Linked DNA regions of Mus musculus: region 2 is linked to region 1. A link is a contact called in public HiChIP or PLAC-seq data. All regions are on one chromosome and are shown on one strand. Each heading gives the region's core, a stretch centred on a gene start, on an enhancer-like site or on the middle of the called end of the contact. The rest is flanking DNA. Distances are from core to core; before and after follow the strand shown. Region 1 overlaps Chst15 (carbohydrate sulfotransferase 15). Region 2 has its middle 15 kb from the start of Gm35147.

What was found. HiChIP or PLAC-seq counts read pairs in DNA pulled down with a chosen protein or histone mark.
Region 2: an H3K27ac HiChIP or PLAC-seq map of SST interneurons shows a contact between it and region 1, with 7 times the contacts expected there. The contact joins two enhancer-like sites. A contact is called at or near these places in 7 of 484 Hi-C or Micro-C datasets (the BV-2 cell line, the CH12 cell line, the F1.1 cell line and 4 more) and 5 of 115 datasets of contacts at active chromatin or transcription factors (SST interneurons, double positive thymocytes, embryonic basal ganglia and 2 more).

The regions. Positions count from the first base shown.
Region 1 is chr7:132,244,443-132,251,777 of GRCm38.p6, reverse strand. It overlaps Chst15 (carbohydrate sulfotransferase 15), which reads left to right. Exons shown (of 8, transcript NM_029935.6): 6 at 3,758-3,914. Among named protein-coding and RNA genes, the nearest start is that of Gm10584, 68 kb to the left of the region's middle. Within about 2 kb of position 4,012, at least 86 of the 459 cell types and tissues checked have an H3K27ac peak or open chromatin away from gene starts, as enhancers often do. A contact at or near this core is called in SST interneurons, where this site is marked.
Region 2 is chr7:132,447,259-132,454,593 of GRCm38.p6, reverse strand. No RefSeq gene overlaps it. Among named protein-coding and RNA genes, the nearest start is that of Gm35147, 15 kb to the left of the region's middle. Within about 2 kb of position 4,348, at least 11 of the 459 cell types and tissues checked have an H3K27ac peak or open chromatin away from gene starts, as enhancers often do. A contact at or near this core is called in SST interneurons, where this site is marked.

The sequences.
Region 1 (7,335 bases), core at 2,763-5,262:
TTGATTGCCGGAGATGCTAAGATATGCGTGAAGCAGGAGGGGTACCCCATCATACGCATGAAGCAGGAGGGGTACCCCATCATACATGTGAAGCAGGAGGGGTACCCCATCATATGCGTGAAGCAGGAGGGGGTACCCCATCATATGCATGAAGCAGGAGGGGTACCCCATCATACATATTTCCAAGTGTTTCCCTCAGTCTCAGCTCATGTGACTGGCCTGTGTGCCGAGGTCCATGCAAATGTGATTACTAGCTGTAACTGATTGCCTTGCAGGACATGTTCTCATTCAAGTATAATAGTTCAACCGATACTGGGGCCACCAGCATTGGTTTAGTTGGGTGGATATATGAACTCTGGGGATCATTCTGCTCATGGCTCATGAAAGCATGGAGTGCTGGGAAGCAAGTTGTTTAGAGAGTCATGGTGGTTTGTTTTGTTTTGTTTCTTTTTTCTTAATTGGCATTGTGATTGTGTATGTACGCATGCGTGCACACTCACGTGCCAACATGTGCATGTGAAAGTCATAGGATAACTTTCCAGAGTTGGTTCTCTCCTTCTACCATGTGGGTCCTGTGGGGGTCCCTGCAATCTCTTAAGTCCAGCAGTGGAAGGATCCGAGAAGAGGCAAGACTGAAACGCAGTTCAGTCTGACTCTAGTTAGCCATCATTGATTCATACTTATGGAGTCTGACATCAGATGGTATAGTGTAGCCATATTTAAGCACAGCACAATTTTTTGGGGGGGGTGGGGGAAATTCCTGATGACAATTAACTCAGTCCCCTGTGCACACAAAGCTTAAGATGTATGTATGCTGAAACTTTTTTACAAAGTACATACTTTTACAAAGTACCTCCTGAAAGATGGGTGCTGTTGACTTAGAAACAATGCTCAAGATAAGGGTGGGAGAAGAATGCTTGAGGTAAACAGATTACCTGTGGGGGTCAGGATTGGCCTGGCCCTGAGATAACAGAGAGGTTACTTAGACCATTGTAAAATACAAATGCCACCGCTCATAAGAATGGGTTTTACGAACTAAGAAACAATGTTCAAGATTTGGTGGGAAAGGTTCTCGGATAAACAAATACAATATGGCGGGGGATTCTGGTAAAACCTGGTGGTGCAGATAGAAAAGGACCGCCATGCTGTAAGCTACAGCCTTTCCAAGCAGTGGGTGGAAGACAGGTAAACATTTCCTTTATCTGAAGAGACAAGCCTGCTTAACTTTCCTGGCTTCTCCAGTGCTTATCTGTGTACACAAGGACCCTTGACCCACGATACGGGTCCCAGGGATTGATCTCAGATTGACAGTCTAGGTGACAGTCACTTTTATCTATCGAACCATTTTGCTGGCCCAAGGCAAGGTCTTTTGAAAAGCTGGTCTGGCCAGGCTGAGGTAAGCAAAGCAGTCTCCCAACCTGTGTCTGATTTTAGGCAACCTCTGAGGAACCCCAAACACCCTAAGACATCCTAAAAGAACACTCGGGGATCCCTATGAAATGTCACTTGGCTTGCTATGGTGTCATCCTGGGTGAGAATAGCAAAAGTGCTCTGCAGCAGGCCTGGCGGGGGGCCATGGCCTCTGTAGCATGCCTGTAGCTCAGTGGACGTGGAGACATGGGGTGATGCTTAGTGAAGATATCCTTCTCCGAGAAACACAAGGATGAGGAGACTCACGGGAAAGAGAGGTGTCAAGCTGGAGATGCAGGGGACTAGAGAGCACACAACTGGGGGGAGAGGGCAGCATGCCATAGGGCCGCAGTCACTTGATGGCAGCCCAGCATCGCTCTTGGTAGGAGGCGACAGCTAGGGTTTCATGAAGGGAGTCCTACAGAGCTGGGGGAGCCCCTATGGGCAGGTGTTTGGAGGAGGAGTGGGGAGAGAAACATCTGGAAAAACAAAGTGATGAAAGTGGGGGTAATTCTTACTCCCTCTGCAAGCAGAAACGGGGTGAGAAACACGTCCCGGGAGTTCTCAAAGTGAAGAAATTATCCCAACATCTGCTGAAACATTCAGACAGACTTCATTTCCGGCTGTTGTCAGGGGTGTAGGACTGCTGCGATGGGGCTCTGCTGCAGAGGAGAGCTCAGCTTGGAACCCAGCAGAAGTGGGGATTTGTAAGCAAGAAGCAGGGCTAGGAGCAGAAAGTCACCAAGGAACATCGAGAGTAAGAGGGAGCCTGGCTAAACTGCTGCACCAGGACTCCTCCCTCAGCAGGCTAACTACACATTGGCTGGGCTAGGAGGCTCACTGTCAGAGGATCAGGTCAAGCAGTGGTCAAGGTTTGGGAATTGGAGTGCGTTATAGCCAAACCAGCTTAGCAATGTCTACAACCAAAACTTCAACAGTTTTATTTAGTTGAAGGAGCTAATTGCCTCCTATGAATTTTTCCTCCCCTACTTCCCCTGCTGGCCCTTTCTCCCCTCTTCCTGTCTTCTCTCCTCTCCTGCCTGTCCTAGGGGTCTAGATATGTAGTCAAAGCTGACCTTGAACTCACTATGTGGTTCAGGTTGTCTTTGAACTCAAGATCTTTCTTCCTCAGCACCCGTGAGTGCTGGGATCACAGGTCCTCACCATTCATAAATTTTCCTTTAACAGCAAGATTCATGCGAACACGGCACATTGCAAACATAAAGATGAACCAGTAACTGTCAAGGGAGACTGGCAACTCCTGTGGAAAATGTGGTTACATGCAATTGCACATATATGTGGTGTTTGCTTGGACTTGCAAACATATCCGTCTGCAGGGGGTTCCATGCCTATGTGTGAGACTTTTATTCTGTAGCCCAAATTGTCCTGATAAGTCGCTACCTATCCCTCCAGACCTGGAACATCAGTGATCCCCTACCTCCACCTCCTAGCCGGGGAGGATTAGAGGCATGAGCCACCATGCACAATTTTAAATGTAACTTTAGACGTTCAGGATATCAATGGGAAAAGTCAGGAATTTCACATGGGGTTGTAACCTTGTGTGGATCACAGGTGCCCTGGGTTCCTCTTAAAAGAAGGGGATGGGACAGTACAGAGTGTTTCCTGGCTTCTCTTTGCTGTGGAGTGACTTTTGAAGCCTGGCTGCAAGGACAGTCTCTTTCTGAGGTAACTAGAAGGAATTTTAAACAGCGAGGTACGATGGCTCAGTGAGTAGAGGAACCTTCTGCCAGGGCTAGCAGCCAGAGCTCAGCCTCTTCACATACATGGTGGTTGGAGAGAACCACGTCTTGTCCTCTGACCTCTACATGTGTGCTGTGACTTGCTCTGCCACCCCCACTCCCCCAAAATAACTGCGGGGTTTTGTTGTTTGTTTCTTAAAGCAGATATAGGCAAGGTGGCCTAGCAACAAGCCGGAACACGAGTTTCATTTGTGGAACCTGTGTAAAGGTGAACGAGAGACCTGATTGCACAGAGCTGTCCTCTGGTCTCCACACCTGTACGATGGCCTTTGCATGGCCTCCCCACACTCTGCTAATAAATAAAATAAATTTAACAAGAGAAAGAGACAAAATCACCAACTAACAATAAAACACAGTATTGGTCAGTGTTTGGGGGCAGTGTAGATGTATCTGAGCAGGAAGGGTGGGTGGTATGTTACAGGTGGGAGCAAGAACGGAGGGGGCTCATTTGAAAGAAAGGGAGGAAAATTGTTGTATTTTAATAAATCAAACCAGCTAATGTAATGGCTAGCCGATTTTTGTTGTCGCCCACGTGGTGTGGTTTCACACCCTCGGATGGTAAGATTATCCATTTATTTTATTCGCAGGTTGTACTCAGACTATCTCTACTTCGCAAGTTCCAATAAATCTGCAGATGACTTCCACGAGAAAGTGACGGAGGCTCTGCAGCTGTTTGAAAATTGCATGCTGGATTATTCACTGCGCGCCTGCGTCTACAACAACACCCTGAACAATGCCATGCCCGTGCGTATTCACCAGGGCAGCCCATACAGAGCAGGCCCACTCTGGTGCTATTGTGTGCAGCGGGGCATTGTGAACAGGGTTTTAGTGCAGAGACGGGAGGGAGGTGGGGGGATGGGGACGGAGTGTTTGAATGTGCAAATGACACCCAGCCAGCTGCCTCTGAGCAGTGGCTAATGTGGAAGAAAAATGCTCCCGGCTGAGAGAGGCACAGCAGCAGCTGGGGCCTCTGAGCCTGCTGTCTGTGTCCCTCCTTCCTTGCCTGTCACCCAGAAACTTTGCATCCTGAATCCCCCTGCCTCTCCTAGAGACCCAGGGTGCGCTTAGGAGGGCTGCCATTTAGTAAGGCTCTGCAATTAGAGCTGGCAGACAGGAGGACACCCAGTCCTTAGGTTGTTTCAGAGAATCTTCATAGCATTGGCTTTCAGAATTACCCACCAGTGACGGAATGCTCCAGCAGGCTCTCCACTGCAGAATGTTCTCGCTACCCCTTGTTATCCTTCTCTAACCTTCCAGTCTTATGTAAAATCTCTTGCTGGAGGTGAATCCTCTTAAGTTACCTGAGGTCACATCTCCCACACAAGGCTCCCAGGCCTAAGTGTTTCCCTAGCAGGGCTCTTACATCAGGTAGCCTCCTGCCCGATGTATGCTGTGTCCCACATCCGGCATTCACAGATGTAGATGACTAGCACGCCCCACCTCAGGGCAGTGAGGCTCAGGGGAAAGATGTCAGGCTCTCTGCTTGGCTACTCTGTCCATCTTTTCTTAAGCCAGGGCCAGCAAGCAGGAGTCTGGGCTGTCTTCTTGTATGCATTGTAGTTTGCATTGGCAAGGAAGACTCAACATAGATAACCACATTTTCAGTCAGGCAAGCTTTGGAGGCAGACTGCGGTGTGGGTTCATTCTGGCTTTCCCTGGCTTTGCTCGTGTGTCTTAGCCTCTCTGAAATTCAATTGCTTTATTCTAGGCTGGTATAGGGACGGGAGACTGGGAGTCATTTACATGTGCCATACTGACAAACTATGGTGCTGCGCCCTGGCACACTTAGGTAGAGCCCACCGAGGGGTGAAAGTGCTCAAACCTGATAGGAAAATGATGGACTCTGCCAGCGTTGGCTGCCCAGCAGCCTAAGGCTGTGCCTTGATGCAGGCCCCACTATTGCTGGAGCTTGCTGACACAGGCGGGGCTTCCAAGGCTCTGTCAGGTTGCCTTTTGTAGCCAGCTACCCAGTAATGGGGGGAATCCAAGGCTCAAGTCTAGGCTTTGAAACCCCAGCTTTCTTCAGGGCTCTGGTGTGTCTCCAGAAGTTTCTTCTTTAGGGTTTCCAAGCAGCAGGCTCTGGAGGGTGGGGGAAGGCAGGTGGGAGAAGGCAGGTCGTCAGTTATGAGAATTCAGATGTGCTCGAAGGCAGCCTGCCTCAGGGTTGCTTCCACTCTGGTCCTTTTGGAATTTCTTGGGTTTGATGATGCTGTGGAACTCTGCAACGATGCCTGCAGCGTAGGTGGGATAACAGGGGCGGAGGGAGGGAAGCAGGAACAGGCCAGATGAAGAGTGAGGGGTGATGCCCTCGGCTAAGTTAACATGTTTCCTTAGAAGAGGCAGCAACAGTCACTGAAGCAGCTACCACCCAGTTCTCTCTTCTCAGAGATCTCCTGAGAATTCAGAGAGGGAGGGGCAGATGTAGGCTCATACCAGCCTAAGTTGGCTGGATGTCTTGGGTAGAGAGAGGCAGGGCTTTGGAGTCCTGACACAGGCATAGTTGGATTTCATGGCTGGGAACCAGGGCCTCTCCTGCCCTGCAAAGGATCAGCATCCGATATAAACAGCTGTGGATGTGGTGGTATTTTCATCCCACCCCGAGGTACGCCCTAGGAAATGCAGAGCCAAGCTACATGCATCCTGGCTGCCTCTAAATAGGCTTCCTAGAGACCGGATATCCTCAGCTACATCCTCCCACAGAGAAGAGGGGGATATCCTCAGCTACATCCTCCCACAGAGAAGAGGGGCATGCCTGGTGTGTTTCCTCTCTTTGCTGTCTTCAGGCCAACTGAACATGGAAACACCGTTGTGACTGGACAGGAAGTTCATGGGTTGCCGTGTGAGTCTCTCTACCTCTGGGTGTGATAGATACATTCTTATTTAATCTTTGTCAAGTCCATTGGTGAAAGATAGGAAGTATCTCACTTCAGTTTGTTGCTCACTGGGTACTCTCCTAAACTTTAGCTCCTCACTGACCTCTGAAGTTGTTCCCATTTTACAGATGGGGACACTGAGGCTCACTGAAGGTGTACTCTATTTGCAGCTAACAACAATTTGGATAGCCTTTGAAATCTGTCTTCCTTTTCTTGCTCTTAAAAATGGTTCTGAGACAGCAGGAGGCATCCACTTCAAATTTCATTTATGACAGGCTTTAGCATGACAACAACCATAGCTTAGCACTGCTTGTTTAAGGAGCGCTCCAGGGCCGTGCCATGGCAGTGACGGGTGACTCTGCGGGGCATAGGGGGTGGGGGAGGAGGGGCGGGCAGTTAAGGATGGTGAGCACATTGTTTTGGGAGATGGTTTCTCCCCTCTGGAATGGGGAAAAAGTTCCCTTCTAGCTGCTGATGCATCCTATCTACAGCGTGGGGCATGTGGTTAGTCTCCTGAGTCCTGGCACGGCAGGTGTGCCGTTGCGGCTAGTCATGCATAGCCTATATTAAGTAAGGCCTTCATATGACTCCTCCCTTCCCTACAGTCTTTCCTGCCCCATTACTGTGTCATGGCAACTCTCCCCTCATTTAGGTCCTCAGGTGGCTGTGGCCTTTGGGCAGGACTCATAAAGAGAGGTCCCTGAGAGCTGATCAGAAATGCAAGGTTCCTCTTAGATGTCATATATGGAGGGTTCGGCTGTGGACATTCATCTAAGTCTTGGGGGAGAGTGCAGATGGGAAGAGTTGTTTGCCTAACAGGCCTTCTGCGCATGTGCGTGTGCTCTGGTACGGGAACCACGTGCTTGGGAAAACCTGGCTGCCTAACAGACCTTCTGCGCATGTGCGTGTGCTCCGGTATGGGAACCACGGGCTCCGGGGCCTTCTCCATGCCTCTTTCACGATAGGCTTCCCCTGCCAATCCAAGAGCTTCTTGTCCTTCAGATTTTTCTTTACTTTGATCCACTTTCTCCCCTCCGCCCCCCGCCCTCACGCCATAGCAGGGGTCACAGTTGGTGATGACAGTTGTCTGTCCCCTTATCAGTTTAGAGGTATCTCTAAGCAGTCAGGGCCATGCCTGTTAACTGGCCTCACATCTCCACTGCCTAGTGTGGTGCCTGATACACTGTGGGAACTCACAGTATTTGCTGAATGGATGAAGAAATGAATGTCTGAGTGGGGGGGCTGAGAAACAGAAGGGAGGGAGGATAGATGGGGGGGGGGTGCCGATGAAA
Region 2 (7,335 bases), core at 3,099-5,598, 200 kb before region 1:
ATCAGGTGATGTGACGGTCAGTTTTGATCATTGATTTGACTGGCTCTGGAGTTATTGAAGAGACTAGTCGCTGGGCATGTCTGTGAAAACATTTCTAGATTATGTTTGTTGAGGAGGGAAGACGCACCCTGGATGTGGTGTCACCACTTGTGAGATGAGATCTTTATAGAAAAGATGCAGTGATCTGAGCAGCAGCGTTCATCACCCTCTGCTTCCTGATTGCAGATACAACGTGAGCAGCCGCCCTGGCTTTCATCACTATGCCTTCTCAGCTATCATGGCTGCATCCTTAAACCATAAGCTGTGTAACAACCTCTTTTATCTCCCAATTTGCTTTTGTCAGTTGTTTCCTTTTTAAAAAATATTTATTTATTTTATGTATGTGAGTACACTGTCACTCTCTTCAGACACACCAGAAGAGGGTATCGGATGGTTGTGAGCCACCATGTGGTTGCTAGGAATTGAACTCAGGACCTCTGGAAGAGCAATCAGTGAGTGCTCTTAACCGCTGAGCCATCTCTCCAGCCCCAGGTGTTTTCTTATAGCAGCTGGAAAGGTAACTAATGACACAGGCAGGTAGATAGTGAATGTCCATTGGGCTTCAGACAGACACCACTGGGAACTTTAGTTCTGAGTGCCTACTATGTACCGGGCTCTAAGCTAGACAGGGGATGCCTAATGCTTAGGAATCTAGATAGCCTGTGTTTTTGAGCATAGGTTGGCCTTGAGGGGAGGATCTTCATCACAAACTGTGACCAGAATTATCAAGAATGCACAGCCAGGTCTAGGAGCTCAGTCTACTGGTTTTAATAGTTGACAGAGACTAAGGTCCAATTCCTTGGCTTATGCCTTAGGCTCTGAAGCCATCAAGTGTGAGGTGAAATCAGAGGTAATGACTAGACAGGGCTGATGTGATTTCATTTGAGAAGAGATCGTCATCATGGTTCAGTCTGAAAGTCAGTATGGCCCTGTCTCGTTCCCTCCCCCTTTCGCGATAATTAAGAACCCTGAGGTACAGGACTGGAACTCCAAAAAAGCCCCAAGGCTGATCAAGAGAGTTTTAAATTATAGAAATGGTTTTACATATAAGGACTTAATAGAAAACAAAACAAAACAAAAGAGGACAACCCCCATTTTAGCCGCAGTTATTGTTGTTGCTCAGTTGCAAACTGTGCTGGGCTTCATACATGGTCTCTTTCCAGAATAGCTGGAGGGAGATTAGGATAAAAATGTTAATCACCCCAAATCTCTAGACCCTGAGGGCCCTAATCATGTACTCTTGCCATGCTGTCTCTCAGTGAGCTCAGGCTGAGCAGGAAGAGCAAAGCTAAGAAACAGCTCCTGAAGGAGGTTCCCAGGGCCCTGATGCTGCCTGCCTAGCCTGACGGGCTACCCCAAGAGTCCCTTTACTCCGAAAGAACATTTTCTTTTGTGCCTCTCAGGTTCCTCTTCCTACTTCGCTGTGGCTCATCTTGCTCCAGTTCCTTGGGCTCTTCTGTGCCCCAGCTCTGGTGTGTTTTATTTATTGCAAGGGAACACCAGGAGAAAAGGCCTCCTTTCCATCCATGTATAGAAGAAAAAGCAGGCCTGGGTGGAGGAGACTAAGTAGCCTTTCCTGCTCTGGTTCCAAGGCTGCATGCTAGATATCTTGACGCCCTTCCCAACACTACTGTATTTTGGGGCTCCACCTCCCTGAAGTATCAAGGCAAGCCTACCATTCAGCATTCCAGATTCATTCAGTTTGAAATAGACCTGCCAGCCTTTCAGTCCTCCTGCTCCAACCAGGAGGGTTCCTCTTTCAATCAGAGCCTTACAACGGATTCAGCAGAGGAAAAGGAACCCGGAAGGAATCAGGCCAGTTGCATGGAATCTGTGATTGAAAAAGGATGGGGGGTGTCAGGTCCTGTACCTGGGTTGGCAGGCTTCTTCTCACCCTTGGCCATCCAGAGGCTTAGAGCAAGAGAGGGAACCGCAGATAAATGAGGGGGCATTCCTTATCTTGTGGTTTGAGTAAGAATGCTTCCCATAGGGTCATATACTCAAATGCCTAGTCAACAGGGAGTGGCACTATTTGAGAAGGATTAGGAGGTGTGGCCTTAAGGAGTAGGTGTGGCCTTGGAGAAAGTGTGTCACTGGAGATGGGCTTTGAGATCTCAAAAGCACAAGCCAGGCTGTGTCTGCCTGTTGATCCAGTTGTAGAACTCTTAGCTACTTCTCCAGCACCACCAGTGCCAGAATGATGCCACGTTTTCTGCCACGATGATAATAAATTAAACCTCTGAAACTGCAAGCCAGCCCCGATTAAATGCTTTTTTAAAAGTAAGAGTTGATGAAGTCACAGTGTTCCTTCCCAGCAATAGAACGTGACCAAAACACCCTAATACCTGCTGCCATTTTGAAAATCAAGTCAATCTCTGTACTATCATAGGAGGGCATCCTGGCATGGTGGCTAAGCCTAACAGTGGTACAGGTTCAAAGCCAGCTTCTTCCATCTCCTTCCTGGGTGTGTTGATTTGTATGTGCTCTGCCCAGGGAGAGGCACTATTTGAAGGTGTGGCCCTGTTGGAGAAGCTGTGGTCTTGGAGTAGGTGTGTCATGTGGGTGTGGGCTTTAAGACCCTCATCCTAGTTCCTGGAACCCTATCTTCCACCAGCAGCCTTCAGATGAAGATGTAGAACTCTCAGCTCCACCTGCACCATGCCTGCCAGGATGCTGCCATTCACTTGCCTTGATGATAATGGACTGAACCGAACCTGTAAGCCAGCCCCAATTAATTGTTGTCCTTATAAGAGTTGCCTTGGTCATGGTGTCTCTTCACAGCAGTAAAACCCTAACTAAGACACTGGGTTTCCTTGAGACATCCATGAACTCTGGTTTCCAAGTGGCCTTTGTCAAGCAAAGTGGGAAGTCACGCTGTGGCAAGTGTGATTGGTACCAGCCTAAGGGCTTATAGGAGGGAGGTGAAGGAGGGAAGGTTTCATAAGGTGGCAGGGGGCAAGGCATAGAGACATAGGTTGGGACAGGTGGTCACACAGCACCACAGTCAGAAAGCAGAGAGTGAACAGGAAGTGGGGCCAGGATATAAAGTCTCAAGTGACCTAGTTCTTACTTTTGCAAGGCCCTACCTTCCAAAGTTTCTACAACCTTTCCAAAAGGCACCACTGGCTGGGACCCAAGTGTTCAAACACATGATCCCATGGAGACATTTCATATTTATTATGTGATGTACCACATGTGTGTGCCACACGTGTGCTGAGCATACACCCATACTTGCACACACACACACACACACACACACACACACACACACACACACACATCCCTTTACTCACTCCAGATAGCGAGCCAGGACTAAAGTACAGATACCACCAAAGTCCAACTTGGTGACCTTGGCTACTTATAGGAATGTGACTGAGGGGGACTCACAGGAGCAGAAATGACTCAAAGACAACAACATCCCCAAAGCCCACCATCTCAGCATGGGTGACAATGTACCCAAGCTGGGAACCTGGAGCACACACTGCACAGCCTGCAGGAGCACAACACGCTGGATCATGAGTGTCCTCTCCAGGCTGCTCAGTTGTCCTAACGCCTCTCCTGGCCAGCTCAGCTGGTCTCTGCTTCTTCCAGACATATGGTCTGGTCTCAGAATCTTTTTTGCAGCTCAGATCCTCTGAGAAAGACTCTCAGCAGTCTTTACTATTTACTCTAGGAGAGGGAGGGGCCTAAGGAATCTGGTCAGTTTCAGGGACTTCCTGAAGCTATTTTGAGTCATTTACTGTCTTATGGAGCTTTCCTGCTGGGTGGAATCTTTCAATCTCAGAAGAAACTGCTATAAAACAACATTCAAAATACAGTAATGCACTAAAAAATAAATTTCCAAAGCAGCTCAAGCCTGGAGCACAGCAACTGCTCCATTCAGGCTGGATCTTGTAATTTCAAGCCCTCATTCTGTTCCTGGCTGTATTGGGGGAGACATCATTCCTTGAGGCTAAGATGGCCTCAGCTGGGCAATCTCCCGGACTCCCCTTAGCTTCCTGAAGCATCATCCATGGAGAATGAAATACCTTCTGCTCTGGTGAATCTGTGCAGAGCTCAGTCCTCTCTCTCCAGCACAGTGGCTCAAGGCTCTTTCCCGCCTGGGTGTTTATTTCTTGTAACATGAAGCGATGATTTAATTCTCACTTGCAGTATCACTCAGGAAACATATTTCAGCACCTACCAATTTCCATATAGATAAAAAAGAAAAAAAAAAGAGGAAAGAGAAAGAAAACAACCACAGCTAGATCTCCACAAACCATGCATTTGAAACCTGTTCTTAGAGATGGATTGCTCCGTTAGGCCGCTAAGAGCTTTTCTTGACTTGTCAACATTTTATCCCCCACAAACATTCTTGCCTATAAATTATTCATTACCCAGTTAGTGGTTTAAAAAAAAAAAGATGCCTAGGGCTGAAACACTTTCTTAATCTTCCCTCTTCTTTTCAGACATAGCTTTTTTTTTTTTCCTGCTGATGTAGAAACAGCTGGAAATCTCTGGAATTTAGGGCTGTGGTGGCCTGAGGAGGTGTTGTCAAGCTTAGTGTGTGCTAGGCTAGGCAGGAAGCATCATTTGTAGTTTGGGTATAACAGGAGGCTCTCTGTATGTTAATATTAGAAATAGGTGTGTCTGGGACCTTTTCCTTTCTTCGGGCTAGTAGAGTGTCAAGGGTTTCCTGGGAAGCTGAAAGAAGCCACAATGGAGGTCTGGTCCCAGTCTATCAGTATCACAGCTGGTTACACCTCAGCATCTCCCACAACACCCGTTTCTAGCCTGTCCCACTCCTTCTCAAGTTAGGATCCTGCCTTGTCTTTCTCCTTCTCTTGTCCTACATAACCTGAGCCTTGCTATGCTAAGACCTTTGTGCTTTTACATGGTTACCTGGAAACCAGCCTTCTCCTATAGCTTGGGTTCATGGGCTCAGCCATCTCTCTGCCCTGTGGGTAGTGATAGAGGAGGGATGGGTTGTATGGGTTCAGAGTTTAGGACTCATATTAGCTTCCCAATACAGTTAGGATAGAGCACCGCACACTAGGTGTCTTCATATAACAGGAGTTCAGGAGGCTACAAGGCTGAGGCCAGGCTGTAGAGTGACATGTAATTCCTGTTACATGAAGACACCTAGGAAGCTTCCAGGAGTTGAAACATCAACTTATTTTGGTAGGATATGATTCAACCCATCCAGAGGTCAGAGGAGGGAGTGATGTGGTCCAGAGGACATCAGAAGTGAGAAACTCATGCCCTATGGAGGCCCTCCTCTTCAGGAAATAGCTTCTCTGTGATCCTGGAGGAATCCTGTTGCCCCAGCCTTGCAGAAGGGTAGGTGTTGGGTTCTGCAGTGTACCAAGAAACCATCCTTTCAGCCTGAGGAAGGAATCTAAGAAAAGGGGATACGCTGTGGGGATTACCCCTCTACGGACCTGGGGTCTTCTCTAAATAGTGTGTACCTTGCTCCTGTCACCTGCTTGTATTCACCTGTCTCTGTAGTAGAGGTGGCTTCTTGTTGGTTCCTAAAGGCCCCTGAGTACCATTAGTACTCAGTGTAGTGAGTACCACTAGACCTAATGCTGGCTAAATGGTCTATTATTCTGGTCCCAGGAGACCCAGGCATGGCACAGGGAGGAATGAGTGAGACCATTTGCTTGTCTTAGCCAGAACATGGGATTATTCCATTAACCCTAGCCCCAACTAGACAAATAGGATTAATGATTCTATCTCAAAATATTTGTATTAGAAATTAAAGCAGACAGAGAGAAATGGTCCAGAGTTTGGCTTTCAAAGAAGATTCCTGGCCGCTGGGCTATAAACACTAGTGGCCATCTGCATTCCATCAAGGCAGATCTGGGATCCATCACTGTCTGCTGGCCCAGCTTCTGGGTCCTGCTTCCCAGAGAGCAGATCAAAGAGGCAGGGTCCTCGTGGCCCTTGTCCGCTCTGGTTGGCAGATGTCATTACTTTCTGGGTCATTCACCTTGTGTTCAACTTCAGTTTATTTTGTAAGTAGTTTGGAAATCCTGGGGTTCCTCCTGGCCAAGGCTCCCCCCAAGCATGGAAGTCTGCATGTCTGGAACAACAGTAGTGGAGCAAGGGGCGATCAGAGGACAGCTGAGAAGGAAGGTGTCAAGCATGCTCATGTAGGGCAGACTCATGTTTGTTAGTGAGGATTCTCTAGAGGGGCGGAACCAGTAGAATTAATGTACACATTAGCTTACATGACAATGTCTGGGCAGTCCAACAATGGCTGTCTCAACCAGAGAGACTGAAACACTGGTAGTTTCTCCATCCATTAGCTGGATTCCTTAGCAGCTCTGCTCTGGCACTGAAGTCCCAGAAGACCCTAAAGAACCAATGGCCTTTGGTTCATGGTGAAGCCCAAAGTTGAGTCCTAATTTCAGTGAAGGAATGTAGCAGCGGCAATGTAGGTGAACTTGTCAGCAAGAGTAAATGAAAGCAGGCAAAATTCTTCCTTCTTCCATCCCCTCTAGCCTCTGGGTATCACATGTAGGCTAGGTCTCCCCACTCAAAACAATCTGACCAAGGAAGTTATTTTCTGGAGTGTCTCTTAGTTGATTCCAGATCCAGTGTGTGTGTACTTCGGGGAGAGGTTGAGGGCTAGAGAGGTCAAGTCTCCTGTGTGCAGGAGAGTAGTAAATGACATTGCTTAGCAGGTCTGAGTGTTCCTCTGTTCACAATGGGGTGAGTGATGGCCGGTCAGAAGGATCTGGGGAGCTGCAGTGTCTTCCCAGCTGAGTGCTGCCTTGTCACTATGCAGGGAGCTGAGCAAGTTCCGAGTGTGCCACAAACACCAGAGCCACCACAGTATCCTGTGATGTCAGACAGCAGTGACTCAGGGCATAGACTCAGCAAGGCGCTTAAGGATGGATGCTCTCCTGGGAGTATTCACCAACTGAAAGGAAGGGCAGTCTATTCAGACGAAGTGTTTAGAGGAAGGCTTCGGAGCAATCCTTAGCCAGCATTTTCTAGAAATCTGAACCTTCTCAAAGAGATACAGGATCCGTAGGAGCTGAAGAGTCCTCTGTTTTCTGTTGTCCAGGTTACTTAGTTTTTGTTTTTATTGTCTCTAAAATAATGTTGCAAAAAATATGTAGGTCATTTATTTCAGTGTTATTATTTCTATCATCAGCCTCATTGAGATACTTGGCCAGAATCTCATTATGTAGCCTCTGGACTCACATCTATATTTATTCCAGGGTACATTAATTCCAGGATTTTTAGTGTGTGCAAAGCTGTGCACATACCAGAGACTGTTTTGTTTGTTTGTTTGTTTTATTTGAT